Regions from separate parts of the Mus musculus genome. Here region 1 is linked to region 2. Evidence: chromatin contacts called from public ChIA-PET data. All regions are on one chromosome and are shown on one strand. Each heading gives the region's core, a stretch centred on a gene start, on an enhancer-like site or on the middle of the called end of the contact. The rest is flanking DNA. Distances are from core to core; before and after follow the strand shown.

Region 1 (4,080 bases), core at 1,328-3,827, 390 kb before region 2:
AAGGAAGCCAACTCAAGCTGCATGAATTGCTCTCCTGGAGTTGTATAAGAAAAGGTTTGTTCCCGCCCCCACCCCCACCAATTTAACAGTGCCAGTTAAACTTGTCTGAGGACATCATCTCTGGTCCCTAAGAATCTCCTACTGTGTGTAGACCTACAAACTCCAGGCCCAGAGGATGACTGCAGTCTCTAGATCTCAGAGTTCTGCACCTGGCTGTGGTGAACTATTTGTAACCCAGGGTCAGCCTCCTTGGGATGTGTATGCAAAATATATCATGTCCCAGTGGATGTAGATAAGATGCACCGGGCCCTGGAGGGATGCACGTAAGGCACACCATGTTCCTGGGCGTGCATGTGAGATGTGCCAGGTCCTGCACGGACGCATGTAAGCCACAAGAGGCAAGTTCCCTGTGGCAGGGCCTCACATGAGTGCTCACCACCGGACTTCCTTTACACCCGACCAACGACGGCAGGCCGGCCGCTGACTCTCTTCCTTAGCAATTCTGAACCCCTTCTTTTGTCTTAGAATCCTGGTCATGTGATGAACTCATGGGAACTTCCTTCCTGAGATAAGGATGCCGCCATCTATGCCCCAAACAGAATTCACTCAGGGGTCCACCCAATGGAGAGGAAGCCTCAGGAAGTCAGATCTCATTACAGTCCCACAACTTAGAACCATGATGTGTGAGTGTTTAAAAGGCGCCAACATAAACTAATCCAACCAACGGGAAACAGACGAGGAATGAGAGGCAGCCACATTGCACAGAGAGAGGCAGGAAAGAAAGCACTGTCTCTGACGACACAGTGTAGGGTGGAACCTGAGATGGCTTTTACAGCACAGATGATCAGGAAGTGGCTTCCACCTCCAGCCACACCACAGGCCAGCCTTTCCCCATCCTCAAAAGCATCCTCCCTTGGCCTGCCCACTGTACTAGTCCTCGCCTGTGGCCTTCTCCCACCACCAAGCACACTGTCAAACCTGCTCATTCACCCTTTCCTTCTCTGCTTTCTGGAGTGCGCATGTCGTGAGCGAGAGACTTGGTCTTTCTGAACGATGCTATTTTCCCTACGGCACCTACAGCAGTGCCTGAGACACAGCAGGCACTCAACAAAGCAGCCTGATGAATAACTGCACAGAGAAAAAAAATAAACACACAGAAAAGAAGAGAGACTCCTACTGTGTCTCAGATACAAATGCTTAGAAGCATACAAACCCTTTTTGCCCACAGTCTGTCAGTGCCATGACTATGAAACTCGAGCCAGGCTGTGTAAGAATGTCCTAGAAAGCGAAAGCTGGCCGTGGTGGTGCACCCCTCTAACTCTGCTGCTGCATCTGAGGCCAGTCTGTGCTGCATAGGGAAACCTTCAGGTACCCCCTCCCCCAATTCAGAGAATATGTTTCCATGACTCTCAGCTCTGGGATAAAGAGCACATTTTTATCAGCTACACATTAACTTTCACTACCTGTCATGCATCACCAAAGCTTTTTTTTTTTTCTTTTTTTTTTAAATGTTGGGGAGCTGGAGCAATGGCTCAGAGGTCAAGAACACTGACTGCACTGCTCGTTCAGAAGACCAGGAGACCTGGGTTCAATCCCCAGTTCCTAAGTGTTGGTTGACAATCTGTAACTCTAATTCAGGGGATCTGATGACCTCTTTAGGACGCCATGGGCATGAGGCATGCATTCAGTACACACATACATGCAGAAAACATCCATACACATACATCTCAAAAACCAAAATAAACCAAAACATGGTGGTGCAGATCTTTAACCCCAGGATTTGGGAGGCAGGGCAGTGGATCTTGGTGAGTTTGATGCCACCTTGGTCTATGTGTTGATTTCTAGGACAACTACATAGTGAGGTGCATGCCTTAGTGCTCATGTTTGTTCATGTAGTAGTGTCATTCTCTCTCTCTCTCCCCCCTCTCTCTCCCTCCCTCCCTCCCTCCCTCCCTCTCTCTCTCATGCATACACACGCACACACACACAGCTGGCAAATACAGCACCACAGAATCTGCCCCGTTGTGTGTGCTGTACCCACTGGGCTCACTGGCCCCTTGCTTGCTGTGAGGACAGCAGGGAAGCCGGGCTGGGGGCAGGAGGAGACGCCTGCAGCTCAAGGAAGCCCAACGGTGCGGGGTCCAGCTCTCTGCTTCCCCGGCATGCTGCCATGATAGCCCAGGAAGGCAGCAGGAGGCTGACTGGTCTGACCACAGACTGAGGAGCCAGGACTTACAAGTTGCAGGTAAATGGCAGATACTGAGAGCCCCTGGATCTGACACAAAGCCCGGAAGGCAGAGCTGCCAGGACAATGCTTCAAACCTAAAACCAATGGAAACTCAGAGGGTAAGGCTTCTACTCCAGTGTGAGCCAGGAAGCAACTTAAATAGACATTCCAAGCTCCGAGCTGTCCCCAGAGGTGGGAGAGCCACATTCTTGTTTAGAGTGGGAGTGCCCAGGATCAAGCACGCCAGTGTACATACCAAGGGACAATGCACACTGCAGATCGTGGCAAGCTGAGGGTTCCGGGTAAAGGGCAGACCTCCTTGTCTGCACCCACCTCTAGGTGGCGAGGGAAGCCAATGCCTCTGTGGAGCTGCACCAATCACCTCTCTTCTTGATGACGTCATGCTGGCTCTAAGGAGCAGTGCGGGGAAGGGGAAGCTCAGGGCTTGGCCTGACAGGGTGCTCTGCCTGCCGCCTCTTCCCCTCTCAGGAAGGGGCTCAGCCGAGGGTCCCTCAGCCACCATTTGAGACTGAGAGCACGGCACTCTCCACGTGGACATTGCTGAGCAAGTGTGGAGCTGAGCACGCATACAGAGCACATCACTGCTTTCCACCATCTCCCACTTCTTTAATATTTATGAAAGCTGATTACAAAACACAAATTTATCACTTAAGCCTTCAGCCAAGTGTTTCCTGGCTTGCGTGTTTTTGCTAAGTAGACAGGCAGCCTTCTGTGGTTTTCTCTTCCATAATCTCCAATCCCATTCAAAAGTAGGCACGTGGGGGAACTAGCTGACCTCACAGACTTCTGTACCTCGAACCACAACCTGACCAGGCAGTTATTTTTGTTCTTACAGTCAGCCTCCACATCTGAGTTTCAAGCAATTGTGAAACACAGTGAAAAGTTAGGGAAAGCAAACACACCACCAAGCACCCGGGAAGCAAGCAGGCGGATCTGAGTTTGAGGCCAGCCTGGTCTACAGAGTCAATTCCAGGACAGCCAAGGCTACACAGTGAGAGCCTGTGTTGAAAAACAGGAAAATAAACTAACAAAACAGCTGACACCCATGGTCTACATGTACCGCCTGTTCTCACTGTCTACACCACAGAGTCAAATGGCTTCATTAGGCACCTAGTACTCCAGAGACACCGTGAAGCATGCAGGAGTGCCTGAAGAGGTTGTCAGCGGCTCCACCATCTTGTGCAAGAGGCTTTAGTATCCTTGGGTCTTGCTTGGCATGGGAGGCTTGGTTTACAGACACTGTGGTGTACAAAGCATTTAGTTCTGGCATCCATCGCTTTTGCTGCTGCATGCATGACTGTGTGCAGGAGACAGGCTGGGGGCTATCTAAGGAGACTGAGGTATGGAGCCCATCACTGAAACTGCTGCTTTGGCAGGACAGAGCCCTGGAGCCTTTCCTGTGGCTGGAGGTGGGAAAAGCTTTTCTGCTCCCCACCCCTACCCCAGCACACAGAACACCCAAGTATTGCCAGCAAAGGGGAGTTTGCTAGAACATCTTCTCTGCTCCAGCACAAAGCATCACATTTGCTTAGGGGTGACACAAATGAGGTCCCTGCTTGAGGAAGATCTCACACTTGACTGAAGAAGACTCGATAATGACACTAATCCTGGGTACAGTGGCGATGTCACAGCCTGGGGCAAGAGGACTATTATGAGTTCAAGGCCAGCATGGGCTACCAAATGACACACACAAAATGAGCCAGCATTTACTTATGCAAACAGTGAATTTTAGGCTTCTCAGTGGAAGGTAGGCTGCAGGGTCAACTCACAATTGGGAACCCATGCTGGAGGATAAATGAGGGCTGGAACCTGGGCAGGACTGCTGCTGGCAA
Region 2 (3,872 bases), core at 636-3,135:
GGGTCCTGGGTAAAGCAACATTTATGGAAGCTATAAATCAAATGGGACTCTCAAATTCTGAAGAGTATCCACAAGAAGCATCAATAGGCATAATTCTAGTTTGTTATGTCTGTCTGTGTGCAGTGCCTACAGAATCCAGGTGTTGAGACTGGAGTTACAGGTGGTGGGGAGCCACCTCATATGGGTACTAAGGACCAGACTGGGATCTTCTTCAAGACTAGTAAGTGTTCTTAACTGCTGAGCCCCTTTGGGACGGGGTTTCATGTAGCCTAGGCTAACCTCAAACTTGCTGTGTAACCACAGATGGCCTTGAATTCTTGATTTTCCTGCCTCTGTCTCCACAGTGCTTGGATTACTGCCATTGCCTAGTTAATTTGGAATCTAGAGTTTCATACAAACTAGGCAAATTTCAGTTTTAAATTGTATTTAGCTATTACTGATAACGCCCAGTGCTTTCTGCTTCCTGGACACTTGGACATTTTCAGGCGCTCCTATCCCTGAGGCACCTTTTCAGCCAGACTTTTTACATTTTTACTTTATTGGTGTTTTGGCTGTATATATATCTGTGTGAAGGAGCCAACAGACAGTTGTGAGCTACTCTGTATGGTACCATGTGAACTACCATATACTGGGAATTGAATCAGGGTCCTCTGGAAGAACAGCCAGTGTTCTTAATCACTGAGCCATCCCTCCAGCCCCTTCATTTAGTTTTTAAAGAAGTTAGAATATGTGTGGACACATATGTCATAGAGCACATGTAGCGGTGAAGCTTGTGGGAGTTGGTTCTCTCCTTTCGCTATGTGTGCCAGGGATCTAGCTCAGGTGGTCAGGCTCCATGGCCAGTGCCCTTTTAAACTGACACATCTCTTGGGCCCCTCTAGATTATTAATGAAGTATACTACATACAAGATGATTAAAACAGGTAACGGGGACCCGTCAGATATCCCAGAAAGGTCATTTGCAGCCAGGCCTGACCACTTAAATTCAGTCTCCTGGTCCTCTGTGGTGGGAGAAAATGGATTCGTTTAAGTTGCCCTCTGACCTCACAGAAGCAATCATGGCGCACACACCTGTCCCCACAAACGTACGCTGTGCGCTTTGGGATTTATTTATAAATCTTGAATATCTTGACAGAATTTTCTAAACGTTTAGCACACGGTAATGGTGCCCGTTTTGTTGCAGGAACGCTGTAGCCCACTTTCACGTCCTCTAAGAGGGTCATCCCAGTGTTATAGTCACGGCCAGAAACCATATTTCATGATTTACGTACGTGTGCTGTGCACACTCTTACAGTCTCTCCCTTTCTGCTCCTGTTTAAGAGGATGGCGTTCTCTCTTTTCTTTCCTTCCTTTTTTATTTTCTTTTTTGCAGTGCTGAGGTTCGAACCCAGTCCCTCAAGCATGTCGCCAGGCAAGTGGCAGCTTTTGCCTTTTTTGCACAAATGGCTGCAGGACGCACATATGTCCAGACAGCTACCAACTGACCGCAAAGAGCAGCCCCGCCCCGCCCCACTCCTGATCCCCAGCAGCTAAGGTTGACAGTCTGCGGCGAGGGACAGCAGAGCGGCGCTGTCACTCTCCCTGTCATCTGAGCGGCGCGACCTTGGATCGGGCTGGGCCGCTCAGCCGGTGACCTTGGGCGGGCCCCTGCTCTCTGCCCAGCGGCGCCCGGGACCGTGGGGTCGCGGGTGGTGCCCACGCGCCGCGCCTCACCCGGCTTCCGCCATCCCCAGCCCTACGCTGTCTGCGTAGCAGCCGCGCCAGCTTCCGCGGCCTTCAGTGCAGACGCTCTCCCGCGCCGGGCGCGATTCCGGAACGCCGTCCGCGCTGCGCACGCGCGGCCGTCCGGCGAGCCCGCGTGCCTTACGCAGCTGACGCAGCGCGTCCAAAATGGCGGCGCGGTCGTCGTCGGGGGCGGCGGCGGTAGAGGGGGCGGTGGCGGTGGCGACGGCGGCCGTGACGGCGGCGCAGGGCCTGGGCCGGGGGCAATGAGGCTGTCCCGCCGCGGAGCCGTGTAGCGGACACACAGACCCTCCTCCCCGCCCTCTCGATCGAGCCTGGGGCGCGCGCGCGCGCGGCCGCCCGCCTGCAGCAGGCTCCCCTTCCCTGGACTCCGAGGCCCCGCACGGCACCCCCCACCCGGGCCCGGAGGATGATGAAGCTCAAGTCGAACCAGACCCGCACCTACGACGGCGACGGCTACAAGAAGCGGGCCGCGTGCCTGTGCTTCCGCAGCGAGAGCGAGGAGGAGGTGAGGCGCCCTGCCGGGGGTCGGCGGCGCCCGACGGGGTTTCCTGGGGAGAAGGGGGGGTGGGGAGCGGAGTGGAGAGGGCCCGGGGCAGCGGGATGCCATCCCGCGGCGGGCCGTCGGGGGTTGGCCGCCGTTCGCCCGGGGCAGTGGCTAGGCAGCTCGGCGCTCGGCACACGTGCATGGGGCGCAGGCCGGCCTTTGTGGCGGAGCGGAGGGCCGCTCCCTCCCTCCCTCCCTCCCCGCAGGGTTGCTGCTGGCCGAGGGGAGGTGGCTGCGGGCGAGCACTGGCAGCGACAAGCCGGGGCCAGCCGTTCGATTCTAACGTTGAGCTGCTGAGTCCGTATGGTTGGAGCCTGAAAAGAAAGGGCACTGGACACGGTTGTCGTCGAGGTTGTTATTCATATTGACCGGAACACTTCACGACCATCAAAAGCTGTATTTATGAAGATCTCTGTCCCGACGTTTCTCTGCTGTGCCCAATAGGATGAGTCGTAGGGTAAGCTAGGATAATAGAACGTTTTAGAGTCTTGTTCCTTTTTCCTTAAGGAACTTAAAAAAAAATTTTTTTTTCGGCTTCACAAAGCCGTTTCTGTGGTGATGAAGCGAGATTCATGAAAGGCGCGTGGTTTGTAAATCCACAAAGAATAGCTGCTTTGGAAATTCATAAAATGCCTGTGGGGACACATTGCTGTCGTGTGTGTGCATGGTGGTAAGATGGCAGTTCGCTTGAAAACAATGAAGGGCAGTGAAACTGAGTATGTTTTATCCCGGCCCTCGGCGGTGGGCTGGGGTGGCAAGCCTGCAGTACGGTGCATCGTGTTGAAATGGGCGACAGGAACTTGACCCGTTAGTTATGAAAGGCTCTGATGAAAGGGAGGATGGACTACCAGGAATCACTGTCCGGTAGATACTCAGGAGGAGGAAGAGGAGGAGGAGGAGGGGGAATTTAAATGAAATGACGGCCTGAAGAAAATCCGTGAAAGCATTCTTTGTGCTGTTGAGGGATTGCAAAACAGGAGTTTTGGAAATGTATACTTTGTTACTTTCCTTCATTACCAAAGGTCCCCGAAAGACGCGCTTTGTAAGTAAGCAAGGTCAAGTTTTAAATGATGCGCTGGCTTTGGAATACGTGAGGTAAAACTGTCTATGGTGAAGGCTGTTCTAGAAGCTTTGTTTTCTTCATTATCATATGGGAAGTCAGATGGGATCTGGGCTGTTAGCGGGAGGAAAAGGAATTAGCATAATGACATGCCTCACTGCAGTGCTGTGGTTAGGTCTGGCCAAGTTTAAAGTAGAAGGCTGTGTAATTTAGTCATGAACACTGCAAAACCCTTTGTTTTAAGAAGATCATCCTAGAGGTGAAAATGTGAATATTTTGGATAAATACTAGAAACTCAAGATCCTTAACAAAGGAACAACCGATTTTCTAATTTTGGTTAGAAGTTTTACAATGGACTGGCGGCAGTTTGGCCACCTATTGCCTTGTGTAGGTCAGACCAGGGGTAGGACTGACTTGTTTTGTTTTTTTAGGAGCTTAAGATTTTCAGCTGTTAGAAGGAGGATTAAAGCGTCTGCTCCGTGGTGGGGTTGCCTTTACTGAACTTCTCTTTGCATATTGGTTA

Evidence for each region. ChIA-PET counts read pairs in DNA pulled down with a chosen protein or histone mark.
Region 1: an RNA polymerase II ChIA-PET map of memory CD8 T cells shows a contact between it and region 2, with 18 read pairs. The contact joins the enhancer-like site here to the promoter of Nudt3 in region 2. A contact is called at or near these places in 1 of 15 datasets of contacts at CTCF or cohesin (the NIH/3T3 cell line), 4 of 115 datasets of contacts at active chromatin or transcription factors (bone marrow-derived macrophages, effector CD8 T cells, memory CD8 T cells and 1 more) and 1 of 9 other capture datasets (liver).

Annotation. Positions count from the first base shown.
Region 1 is chr17:28,011,953-28,016,032 of GRCm38.p6, reverse strand. The region is part of intron 12 of Anks1 (ankyrin repeat and SAM domain containing 1); the gene reads right to left. Among named protein-coding and RNA genes, the nearest start is that of Gm35290, 6.7 kb to the right of the region's middle. Within about 2 kb of position 2,577, at least 181 of the 459 cell types and tissues checked have an H3K27ac peak or open chromatin away from gene starts, as enhancers often do. A contact at or near this core is called in bone marrow-derived macrophages, liver, memory CD8 T cells and 1 more, where this site is marked.
Region 2 is chr17:27,621,465-27,625,336 of GRCm38.p6, reverse strand. It overlaps Nudt3 (nudix (nucleotide diphosphate linked moiety X)-type motif 3), which reads left to right and starts at 1,885. Exons shown (of 5, transcript NM_019837.2): 1 at 1,885-2,250. The coding sequence starts at 2,152.